Regions from separate parts of the Mus musculus genome. Here region 2 is linked to region 1. Evidence: chromatin contacts called from public promoter capture Hi-C data. All regions are on one chromosome and are shown on one strand. Each heading gives the region's core, a stretch centred on a gene start, on an enhancer-like site or on the middle of the called end of the contact. The rest is flanking DNA. Distances are from core to core; before and after follow the strand shown. Region 1 holds the start of Ftdc1 (ferritin domain containing 1). Region 2 holds the start of Crybg3 (beta-gamma crystallin domain containing 3).

Region 1 (6,361 bases), core at 1,856-4,355:
ATCCTCCTCCTGAGCCAGTTTTTCTTTCCTCCTCAGCTCAACAATTTCCAATGCCAAACGGTCTTCATTCCTTCTCTGTGTATATATCAACTCTTTTGTAAATGTTATTGTCTACATAAATAAAATAGAAAGGGAGTCTCATTAAAGACCATATCTGCATAGAGAGGTGGTTGACCCAGATCTTAGATCATGAAACAGCCATGCCCAGACCATAGCAGGAAAGCATCTTCAAGCTCTATCAGACCAACTAAATCAACACCTACATGTGCCAAGAGACCAGGCGATTCATATGCATACTGAAAGTCCTACAGAGAACAGACCAAAGATATCTAAAATCTCTAGGAACCCATAAGTGCCTATTTGCAATGAGTGGTGGAGAATATCAAAGGTGTAGATCACTTTAAGGAACCATGTTCTACTGGTCATAATTTCAGTCCTGTTTGCCTGCAATTTATGGAGACTGACTAGATGCCTAGAGACCATTTTCAAACACTTAGATGCAAGTGCTCTTCATAAGGCTCAACTCTTCAAATCTCCTTAGAGCCCCTTGGTGAAAGCATTGTCTAACTGAGATAGAGAACGTTTGTGCTATAGCATTTTCTTCATTTTGACTTCCTGACATGTATGGGCTTAGAGAGAGAAGGTCCATCTTGAGCCAGAGGGCTCACAAACTATGAGGAAGGAATCCCAGAGGATATTAGAACCAGTTAGCTACTTACAGTGTTATCTTTAACAGTTAAGGCGACATCTTGCAGGTCGTGCAGGATCTCGGTTAATTCATTTTCCATGTTTAGAATATCTATCGCACACTGGATGCAGCCCTGGGTGTCTATTTCAGGCCTCTGTTGGAAATGAACGGGCAGCCAACTTACTCTCTCAGGTAACTTCTATGTAAAATGAAGAATAGGTTTGTAGATAAGAAGGCTTTTGAATTTTGCATAGTGTAGTGGAGTCAGCTGAGAGTTTTAAAGACAGATACCTGGTTCACCTGCAGTCATTTTGTTTAACTGATATGGGCCTCAGGACCTTAAAAAGACCCTTGACAAATTCCATTGCTACATAACAAGGGTACAGGTTAGTAATTATTCCACTGGTTTTGAAATTCTATAATGTTGGTTTCATTTTGTTATGTATTAGATATGTACTAAATTTATTTTTAAAATGCACCTAAATCATTACAGACGAATGGATGCAACAGTCTTTGGGTAGCCCTGGCTATCCAGGAGCTTGCTTTATAGACTAGGCTAGCCTCAGACTCAGAGAAATCTTCCTGTGTCTGCCTTCTAAGTGCTGGGACTTAAAGGTGTGCGTTGAGCTAGGATACAAGTCTTAACTGAAGATCAGACAGTTTCTTTGGAGTGCCAGCACTTAGTGAGAACAGTGTAGTTCAAGACACTGACAAGACAAACATAATGAATACCTGAGGGTCTACCTAAAGTTTCTGTGAACTGAAAAAGGAGGGTAATAGCTCTGGGAAGACTCACGAGAGCCCTGCTTCTAAGCTCTTCAGAGCATTAGGCCCATCTGAGGAGTTTGTTAAGGCACAGCTTCTTGGCCCTACTCACAATCAGGTTTCTTGGGCAAGGCGAGAGTCATGAACTTGAATATTTCACCATTCACCTATGATGCTGGTGCTGCAGATGCAGAGATTTGTGTGGTTGGCTGATTGAGAAAAGCCAGACAGGTATTTAATGGACATGTTTCATCCCTGAAGCTATTGACTCACGTCCAGTTACTAAGAACATGAATAACCTAACTAGGACATTTAAATAGCAAGCACCTATATTTTAGATTTAGAAAAAAGCCCCAGCAGAAATTGTTAAAGTAGAATTACAGTCACCTGAATTTCCGGAATGCAGACCTTATTACCTCTTTCGGTGATGTATGCCAGGATTCTTTTGGCATAAAACCATTTCACTGAAGCCTTGTCCTGCGAATATGCTCCAAAACTAGTCATTGTCGTGTCATCGCTGTACAAGCAAGCCTAGGACGGAGGTGAGGATTTGGGGGAAGGGAGAAGGGTAACAGAAGTTAAAATTTCAGGTAGGAATCTCATGAAAAGAGTTTCTTGTCTCAGTGGTCATCTAGAAGAGGTCTTGGATGTTCCGAGTGTCTTGCTTGTCCTTTGAATTCCAGAAGTTTCTATCTTCTTGAACTCAGGATGCCCCAAAGAGCAGCCACTCAGAGAAGTTTCTAATCTTTTTACAGTATGGATTTTCTATGGATCAGACCTGTTAACATTATCAGTTTCATCCACTGACTGTATAGATCCATGACAGAAGCCTACCACAGGGGGCTAGAGAAATGGTTCAGTGGTTAAGAGCACTGGCTTCTCTTCCAGAGGACCCTGGTTCAATTCCAAGCACCCACAAGGCATCTCACAACCATCTAACAGTTCCAGAGGATTGGTCATCTTCATACAGACATACATGCAGGCAAAACGTTACTGTACATTAAAAAATAAATACATTAAAAACAGACAAACATTACCAGAAGGCTAGGCCTTTAATCCCAGCACTCGGGAGACAGAGTCAGGAGAATCTCTGAGTTCAAAGCCCCCACTGTTCTACAGAGTGAGTTCCAGGACAGCCAAGGCTATACAAAGAAACCCTGTCTCAAAAAAGGAAAAAAAAAAAAAGCCTAGCACAAATTTACTAAAAAGCTAAGAGCAGATTTATCATACATGTTGACCGTGAATATGAAATTGCATTTAGCTATAAAAGGGCTTATTCTGCTACCATTGGCTATTGTTTGGGAACCCAAGTGAAGAACTGATTCCCCTTCTTGTTGCTTGTAGTTTGCTGTCACAGTTCTCAATCACCAAAGCCTCGCCATTGAACTACCTTCTCACCTAATGTTAGATGTGAAGATGTGAATGTTAGATACCCAATGATATGAAGGTAGTAAATGTGTCATCACCCAGATCAGAACAAAGTCTACCCTCATAGTAGCCCAAGAGCTCTACTAACCAAGAACATATAAGCATCACTGAGGTTCATCTGCATACAGGCAATTCGATGAATATAAGCTAAAGCCTCTTCCGGAATGGGCTTCCTTCTCTTAGGTCCCATCTCAGCAATAGGAGAATTCAGCCAGAAGATGTGCTACCCACTTCACTGGAAAGGCTCTTAAATACTAAGGAGTGGATACAACCCACCCCTTGTAACAAGTTGAAATCACCGCCACCTGAGACTGCAGCTGCTAATCTACCAACAAGGACACTGTGTCTGGGTAAAGAAACCAAAACGAGCAGAGAGACAATGTATCAAAGAGGGATTGGAGCTTCTAATTTTCTCAATACTCGTTCTGAAGGGTAATGCGAATTATTTTAAATTTCTCAGTTTTCTTGGAATGATGATGGCATAGCCTGCTTGATATACATCAAATCTAAGGAGCATGTTAAACAAACAAACAAAAACACTTGTTTATAGGAAACACTACAACCCCTTCCCTCTTCGTACATAATTGAGCTGACTGTGGAATATGGTTGAGTTCTGAAATCTCCTATTCCAGCTAGAAGAGGCATACAGATTTTGTGGGTAAACTGGCACTTCAAGTTGGCCTTGTGAGCAGACAGAAGATGGAGAAGTGGAAGCAGAAAAAAAGGCATTCCCCCCTGCAGCTGTAATAAGCACACACAGCTGTAGCTACAAGACCATGCTGCTGTTTCCCAATTTTGCAATTGGCATCTTCTTGGCTCCTTCCTTATTCTTTCTTTCAAGGGTCTCTTTGTGGCTTGGCATGTACAGATTTCACCATTCTTTATGGCTGATAATGGGGTGCTTCTAGAAATGTACTGAGTCACTGTTAAAAAAATACATCTGACATAAGAATAAAGCTTAAAATTCAGGACATGCAGAGATGGCTCAGCAGTTAAGAACACTGGCTGCTTTGGGGACAGAACTTCCTTGTCTGGCCTCCGTGGGACAGGATGTGCCTAACCCTGCAGACTTGATGCACTAGGGGTGGGGGGATATCTGGGAAGCCCCACTCTCATAGGAAAAGGGGGTGGGGAGAGGGACTCTGAGAGGGGGCAACCAAGAGGAGGGCATCAATCGGTATGCAAAATGAATGAATGAATGAATAAATGGGGGGGGGCTCTTCCAGAGCTGTTGCTCTTCCAGAGGACTCGGATAGTCCCAGCACCCACATGGTAGCTCACAACTGTTTAGAGCTCCAGCTCCAGGGAACTAACACCCTTACACAGACATACATGTAGAGGAAAAAAAATTAAGATCCCAACTTTGAGCTAACCCCTGCCTTCTTGGAATGAATGGAAATGGCATCTGTCTAGGCAGGTGCTACCCTGCAGTCCACGCTATTCTGGAGGGTGAGCAGCAAATATCTTGATTTGGGGAGACAGTTTGAATAGCAATTGCCTCAAAGTCCACCCCTGGAGAAGGGTGAAAAAAAAAAAACCTCTTTTTTTTTTCCTCCTTGAGGGAGAAGTTAAACTTTGAAACTTGGTTGGAGTCAAACAAGGTAGTCTTAAAGAAGAAATGATCAGATCCATGTTTCTTGACTCAACAGACTCCAATTGAGTCTCCGATTACTCCTATAAAGGAGAGGTGGTTTCAGTCAGTGCTTCTCAAAACATCATTTGCAGGGAACTTTGTTCAAATGCAGAAGTGTGGTTGGTGGAGCCTGAGGCAATGCATTTCTAACCTACTGCCAGGTAGTGCCTGTCCAGGGACACACCTTCAGGGGAAAGGGTATAAGAATATTCCCAAAAATTCTGGGAAATTCTGTAGGGCGCTCATGGCACAGGTGTTGATCATTGCTTAAGAAGGGAGAGAAAAGCATTTTCTAGAGAAAAAAGCATTCCCCAAGGTATCAGGTCCTCCACAGCAGCCCTCCTGGAAAGGCAGTCGTGCTAGCAATTCTGGAATAGCTGGGCTCTAGAGTTTAGACTCGTCTGAGAATGTGGCACCTGTGCAGATTGACCACTGTTGTTTTGAATGCTATTGTATGAGGGTTTGCCTACGTACATGTATATGCGCCATGTGTGTGCCTAGCCTCTGAAGGTCAGAAGGTCACAAGACACCATTGGATCCCTTGAATCTCAAGCCAGAGTAGTTGTGAGCCCCCATGTAGGTGCTGAGAACAGAACTGAGGGCCTCTACAAGAACAGCAAATGCTCTTAACCCCCGAGCCATCTCCAGCTTCCTGTCCAGCTTTTGCCTAGGTGATACGTGACCACAATTCCTCCTCTTCAAACCTTGTGGTTCTTTTTTGGAAGATCAGCAATTTGTGGGTAACGGTGACAAGTTTATACTGTCTAACCTACAAGTTAGTAAACCTGGAATTCATGGATTTGTTACTGGAATAGAATAGTCTGAGAATTTGGATATTTCTGGGTGGGTTTAAAGAACTTTCCTTGTAAACATTCTGTGATTGTACTATACAGCCACAACAGAGAACTGAATGCATATTTATAAACCCAGTTTTGTTCTTTTAATGAGATGGAACTAAGGATTTTTGCTAATCTAACACTATTCTTTCTCTCTCGTCTCTGTTTCTGTCTCTGTCTCTCTCTCACACACACAAACACACACATATGCATGAATTAATGGAAACATATCACATCTTTAGTAATTAGTGTGTGTGTGTGTGGGGGGGGGGGGACATGCCGTGAATGTCAGAAGACAACTTGTGAGAGTCAGTTCTTTTCTTTTACTCCATGGGTCCTAGGGCTCAAACTCATATCATCAGGCTTGACAGCAGTTGCCGTTGCCATTTCCATAGCCCTGTTAAGTTTTTATAATTATACTTTTAATCATTGACAAATGAACAGATATGTATATGTAGTATGTATATGTGTGTGTGAGTTTGGACATGCATGTTTGATGGCACACCTGTGGAGCACAACCTCTGCCATCAGTCCTCACCTTTGACTTGGGGATAGAATCTCTCTTCCTCACTGCTGTATTTGCTGGGCTAGTTGGCCTGCCAGCTTCCACAGTCTTTCTGTTTCCCATCTCTTGCTAGGACAATGCTGGGGCTCCAGATGCTATGGTACTATGTGTATAATGGGGATCAGGACTCAGCATATCAGGCCCGTGCACGAAGCACTTTACTCATCGGGCCATCTCCCCAGCTTAACTGTTTTCAATCAACCCATAGTTATACACAAATTTATGGGGCATGTGTGATATTTTGACACAGATATACAGTGAATAATTATTCCACTGTGGACAATTTGACTATGATATTTGTTACAAAAAATTTTTTTCTTTGAATCTGACTTGGGTTCTTTGAACTTCCTACACTTGGATATTTCCCAAGACTGGGAGAGGGTAGAAATTCTTCTTGTAGGTTCTGTGTTTTTGATTCTCTTACTCTGCATTTCACTGTCTTCAGA
Region 2 (6,708 bases), core at 3,828-6,327, 980 kb after region 1:
TCCACTTTGCAAACTGTCATGACTCTCTTTATGTATTTTCCACTAATGAATACAAATGCTAAAAACATCTTTGGCTCAATAAAGCCAGGAGTTCTGATTACAATTCCAGCAGAGTTAGACTGCACAACTGAATCCCTTCCCAAGGAACCCCACAACAAGAATTCACAAATGAGCAACCCCACGGGCATCCCATGAAAACCCAAGAAACAAACAAAATAAATAGACCTCACTTACAGAAGGTAGCGTGTCTTGAAACTCTCTGACAAACTTACCATTCTCTCTGCTGCCAAGTGTAAGTTCCATGATCCGAGCTAGCCTGGCAGACCAGTACGGTACACACCTCTGAGAGCTTCTAGAATTTGGTAGGCATTTTTATGACTTCAAGTATGAATTGCTGGCATGGCATAAGCATAGCCTTATTCTTTTCAGCTTAGCCAAAAGCCAATAGCTCTCAGGCTAGACATCAGAACCATTGCTTTTATTTATTTATTTATTTATTTTTATTTTTTATTTTTGGCAATCCTATCTTCTTCTCTACAGCCCATTAGCTTCCTGACCTCTGTCATTCCACGCTCTCAGCTGTGATGACAGGTCACACACCGCCCAACCTACATCTCACAAAGCCCACTTGGAGAGTAGGGAAAGTACTATCCTCGGCTGAAAACCACTAATCACCTCTTTAATGCTCCACCCTACAAGCACAGATCCACTCACTTATCCATGTTTGGGAAAGACGATGCAAACATGGGACACACTCCTGACCTTAAGTTTAGGGAACCTGTCATACCCTCTTCGATCGCTGACACACTAGGTTCCAGGCCCCACTCTGAAACAAAGAGCTTCTTTATTCAAATGTGGATTTTGTTTCTTTGCTTCCATTTGAGACAGGGTCTCCCACCCTGCCGCCCAGAATGATCTGGAACTCATTACAGAATTCAGGCTTGAATTTGAAGCAGGCCTCCTGCCTCAGCTTCTGGAATGGCGGGACAACAGGAGTGATCCAGCATGCCCAGCTTTTAGCTTATGTTGGAAAAAGTATGGGTTTGAAGGGTAGAGGGGAAAATGGTGTCTAATGAATCCGAGCAACAGTCAGAGACCTAAGTTCAATTCTTACCCCTGACTCTTCCTCCCTCTCTGACCGCAGGTCTTTCTCCACTGGGAGTATTGCCCCATGCCCTTCCCATCCGCCCGCCTTGAAGGTATTCTGAGATATCCAAATGACCAGACATGTTACTGGCAACTAGTAGGTGGAATCGTGGACATCAAAAATCCCGCAATGGACAGGAGAGTCCAGTTTAAAGAACTGTTACACCCCAAATACAAATAGAATCTGCCATTAAGAACTGCCCCAGCCTCAGTGTCCTCAAAGTCATAAGAGGCTTCGAAGTGTAGCACCCCTGCTGCCCTGTGGGTACACTCAAGCAAAAGCTCTCTGCCCAGGATAGGTGCACAACCAGTCCTTGAGAAATGTTCTGGCCGTATTGTGTTAGCTCCCTTCTGGCTTACAGGTATTGCGTGGAACCCATAAACAGGTTCACCATGTGTGACCCAGCAAGGCCACAAGCTTGTGCAATCATTTTCCCAAAGCAGGTAAAATAAGAAGGTAGGCGTTCACCTACGGAGTTCTGCATTCCAACAATATCCATTTAACAGACCCGTTTTTAAAAAACATTCCAAAACTCCCAGTGAAGAGCCAAACATTTTCTCCAGAGACCACATTACTTAATTCTAACCTAATTTTCTGCATGCCTCTCTCTGTGGGCCATACCAATACACATAAGGTCTCCTAGTAGACCTTAAAATCTTGCAGGCCACAACTCATAGGGTCTCTTAAAGTCACCCCCTCTGGACTCTTCTATCTCTTTTAATGACCACAGGCCTGAACACTATAGTAAGGATTGCCAAAATGAGACACATTGACTTCTGGGAGTTCTGAAAGTTCCCTGTGACAGCTTTCAGTTGCGTTATGTAGAATTTTCGTTTCTGAAAAATCAATGCAGCCACCATAAGCACTTCCGAGAACTGGTTGGCTAACACGTTAGTTTAAATACTCAACAAAGGAACTCTTCGTCCTCCTTGACCACTGAAGGTGTAGTATGACCAGAACAGCAGCAAACTCAGTAAATAAATGAGGTGCTCACACCAAGTGAAGCCCCAGCAACACACAGCACACAGCAATAACAAAGGTTGTCTCGTGCTTCAAACAGGGGACTATTCAAGAACTCTATCAATGTGGGGCACACTAGAGTAGAGACCTGGCAACCTCTCCAGACCCTGTGTTTATCCTAGCATCCCCTGCCTTTTGCTTTCATGGGTAGCACACATCTGTGGAGGGGGGCGATGCCGTGAATTTGACTCTCATTCGTCTCGTTAATACGTATGTTTCATTTTAATTCTGTTCTTAAGAAGTTGCTAGGGGGTTCTGTTCTGAAGACCGTGTGTATCCTGTTTTGTATTTGGGCATGAGTAAGCCCAGTAATGAAGCACTCGTAAGCCAACACAATGAGTTCAGGCAGGAAAGGAGCCTATGCAACATAAGCCTGAGAAAATCCATTTCATCCCAAGGCATTCACACACACACACACATATATACACACACATACATTCACACACACATACATACACACACACATACACACACATACATTCACACACACACATACATATACACACATATACACATATACACACATACACACATATATACACACATAAGTGTACATACATACACCCATATACACACATACATATATACACACACATACACTGATACATACACACATGCACACATACACACATACATACACATACATACACATACACACACACACACACACTCGAGGGACGTCAGGGTCAGTTTGCAGCACAGGTAAAAGGTAGCAATGTCACTTTGAACAGCTCTCTTTAAAAATGCTTTTGTTTTTATTTTTACAGTAAAATACAGATTGTGATCATTCGAGCTTGTGGAAAGTTGTGCCAAATCAATTCCTAAATTTTGGACCACTAGACATGTTCCAGGTTGTAATTACTGTTTTTTATGTGGGAGACCTTTTCTTGGCTACCCACTATTGCAAGCAAAGTCACACCATGACTGCAAAAGATCAACCCGGCTCTCATTAAAAGGTTTTACTGCCACAAAAGAAACAACCAAAGTGTGTCCTTTCAGCTTGAAACAGGATCACGGGCACAAATCCCAAGTCTGTTTCCAATCTTGTCACCACCAACATTGTTCTATTACTGGGAGGATGGGACCTACTGAGTGGTTCCATTTGTTGCCTTGCGCTTTCAATAAGGGCTTTGTGTTTATTTCTATCTGTGAAAAAGAAAGATTTAAGCTCCTATAAAACAGCTAAACACACACACACACACACACACACACACACACACACGAGGGATTATCTGCAATCCCCTTAACATCTGGCCAGTTCTAAAACAGATGAGAACAAAATTAGTGCTCGCGTAAGCATAATTAAAACCGCATCGTGAAAAGCCATAGCCAGGGCCTATCAGTGGTGAGGAGAGACAGAAAGGGGTAGGTGAAAAGGATCTATCTAGCTGCTGGATTAGTCAGCCCGGTGCAGAAAGAGTTCAGAATGGAGGAGTGCCTGCCTTAAAAGGGCAAATAGGCCAGGGGAACAGGCAGGATTTCAGGACAATGCTGATAGGAGCTGGCCTGCTTACTCCATTCCACCACTCTCAAGTTTCCAAAGGGCGCTGAGTCTACTGCTTTCAGATCACAGGGGACTGTTAGGGACAACGTTAGAGCCACATTAGAGCCACGACAGGTGAGACCTCCCAGATTTCAGAACTACCATTAAGGACGGGGAAACTTCGAATGTTAAAAGCATCAACAACCAGGCCAAAAGTATCTGAAACTTCCTAGTAGAATAACCAGTCAATTATAATTGGTCATTTCTTGGAAAGACGTATTATGCTAACAGGTGATTACACTGGAAATGATTCACAATTAGGAAAAGCAAGGAGAACGAAGGGCTAACAACAAATCACAAACCCTAAATAGTAATGGAACTAGAAGCGTCAGTTGTTTCCGATCCATTTTTCTTTGAAGTCCATCAGCAAGTCTTTAGTCTGAGGTAAATATAGCTCTCTAGAGGGCAACCTTCCAAGGACATGGGTTACAGGTTCTTCTGGTGCAAGTGAAGTTGGCTTCACTTCTCAAAAAAAAAAAAAAAAAAAAAGGAGAAAGAAGCGAAACCACCTCTCCTTTAGGGTTGATAAGGAAATTTAAAAACGGGCATTTTAATGAGACGAATTTTTAAAATGTCAATCTTTAAAGCAGCAGGAGTAGAGGAAAAATGATTATGGAAAGAGTGCAAGAGTGCACATACTAATCATTAAACTGAGCCAGCTCTCAGCTCCGGCCCTGGTTCCCCAAATCGGAGCGCTTCCGTCAGATGTCCCCAGTGAGAGAGACAGAGAGAAAGGAGGAAGGGCGGCAACATTTAAACTGTAAACAAATCTGGCGAAGACTTCAGATTCTGGATGTCGTCTCAGAAAGCTCTGATTGCAACTCTTTTAGGAATCACTTCGAGAAAACCTTAAGATGGCAAAGCACGACGCGGAGGGGCGCGAGATTCCCTCGGCAGCTTCAGAGCCTCCCGGAGTGGAGGGGACAGAGCCGGGAGCCCCCGATGGCGGCGGGAAAAGCCACCGGCCGGGAGCAAGAACTTCCCCAGATCTAAGCCACCCAGGGCGGGACCGGAGGAAACCCGAGCGGCGGAGGAAGGCGCGCACGGCGCCCCCGCGGCTCCCACCTGGCTGCACTCCGGCTCACTCCCGCCGGCTGGCCGGTCCCCGGCTTCTCCTCCTCTTCCTCTTCCTTGTCCCGAGAAGGGTTCCGCGGAGCGAAGAACCGAGAGAAGCTGTGCCAGGGGGCGCTGCCCCTCCTGCGGCCGCCGGACATCTCCCCACCGGCTCGGCCGCGCCGTCCGCGGGCCCCGACGAGCCGCTGGCCGGAGCGAGGGTGGCCGCAGCCCTGGCTCGCTGAGCGCAGCGAGAGTCGGCCCGGGCCGCCGGCGCGGCTCCTCCAGCCCGGCCGGCACGAGCGCTCCCCGTGCGGCTCCTCCTCCCGCCCGCGCCCGGAGCTGCCCGCCCCCGGGAGGAGCCAGTGGCCGCGACCGCCCTGTCGGCCACAGCGTGCAGATCCGGGAGGAGCAGCCTGGGGATGCTAGGCTCCGGCTTCCCGCCCAAACCAGCCCAGCCCGCAGCCCACTTGGCTTGGCCAACAGTCAACTGTAAATGCTTTGCTTCCCTTTCCCGAGTTAGGGCTGTTTTAAAACAGGGTAATCAATTAAAGTCTGGGGAAACACCTGGCAAGAAGCAGCACCCGCGTGCCCTGCAGCCTGGAACCTGAGCACAGCCTTTCTAAAGACAGTTTCAGCCTGCAAGGGTAGGTCCCATCTGTCCTGCTGTCAGCACCTTGTTTCTGCTTCAGCTGGCTCAGATGAGGAGCCACCAACCCAGGTGTGTTTTAGCGCTCACCCTTCACCTGTGGGCCACTCCCAGAATCCTTTTTCAAAAAAACCGTCCCTGATCACAAAACCAAATCTGATTCAGGTATGACTCAAACTAGAAAAATGCTGAAACAAATATTTGGTTGTTGCGCAGATACTCCTGTATTCTGGAACGCCAAAGGCCCTTAACATTAGTTTAAAACGAATATCTGGTTATGATAAAAATGACTTTATACAGCGGAGCTGCTAACAGAGAAAGCACACAGAGCCATATTCGCCCCAGGTGTATTGTTATAGTTTGTCTGAAGTCAAACTCCAGAGGTATGAAGTTCAAGATAACAGTGGGACATTTAGTAACTAAAAATGTTATGTGGGCAAATCACATGAAAATAGGGTGATAGCTGTCTGTGGCTGGCTGGAGAAGTGAGGAGGTTGAACGTCTACCTGTCGGCCCCAAGGAATCATAGTGCCGGTTAAGGAGCCTTCCCGCGGACCCACAGCTACCCCTTTGAGGCATTTTAATCTGTCAACTGGATCTGAAACTAGGAGTATGAGAGTAAGAAAAAAATTAGGATCAGATACAGATGGACAAGCAAATTCTTCCATGCAGCTACAGGGCCTGGAGAATAATGTGCCTCCCCAACGCAATGTTAGCTGACTAGCAGTTGCCTCCCCCTGTTGCCCTGTGACAAAAAGTGGTCCTACACCTCAGTGTTGGCACAGAGGGTCCAGGCAAGGAGTCTGTCTGGGGATAAAAGTGTCTGGGCGTCAATAAGATTATGAGGCAAATTCTGATTTTCAATAATACTATTTCTCTCAATTAGCTGATAGGAAAATGTTATAGTAGTCCACGTATTAATGTTTCTTTACAACTGGTCTCCTAGGTATATGCAGAAGTATTAGGCTCACGGCATGGAAAGTTCTTGGTATTGAATGTTTGCTTTTCCAATACTTAGATTTTTAGATTTCCTGTACCCTAGAGTCTTGACATACAATAGCAGGTTCTTGAATCCTAGATTCTAGGATTTTGTTATGAAATCTGTGAAAGCACTTTCAAATTTCAGTTGGAAACATCTCAGAGATACTAATTTTATGCACTCAACTTCGCTTCATTTCAAATTCAGTTTTCATCCAGACATTTGGTAAGTGGCTGAGGCAGGAGCATTCTTTCCATAAAGCTGACGAAGTTCATGGGTTTTTTGTTTGTTTGTTGTTTTTGGGGTTTTTTTTCGAG

What was found. Capture Hi-C pulls out chosen DNA fragments and counts their contacts.
Region 2: a promoter capture Hi-C map of adipose tissue shows a contact between it and region 1. The contact joins the promoter of Crybg3 here to the promoter of Ftdc1 in region 1. A contact is called at or near these places in 3 of 39 promoter capture datasets (the 3T3-L1 cell line, hippocampal neurons and pre-B cells), 1 of 115 datasets of contacts at active chromatin or transcription factors (large pre-B cells) and 1 of 9 other capture datasets (adipose tissue).

The regions. Positions count from the first base shown.
Region 1 is chr16:58,613,873-58,620,233 of GRCm38.p6, forward strand. Ftdc1 (ferritin domain containing 1) reads right to left here and starts at 3,106. Exons shown (of 4, transcript NM_001033404.2): 1 at 2,970-3,106; 2 at 1,841-1,984; 3 at 720-842; 4 at 1-111. The coding sequence starts at 3,071.
Region 2 is chr16:59,595,970-59,602,677 of GRCm38.p6, forward strand. It overlaps Crybg3 (beta-gamma crystallin domain containing 3), which reads right to left and starts at 5,078. Exons shown (of 22, transcript NM_174848.4): 1 at 4,776-5,078. The coding sequence starts at 4,924.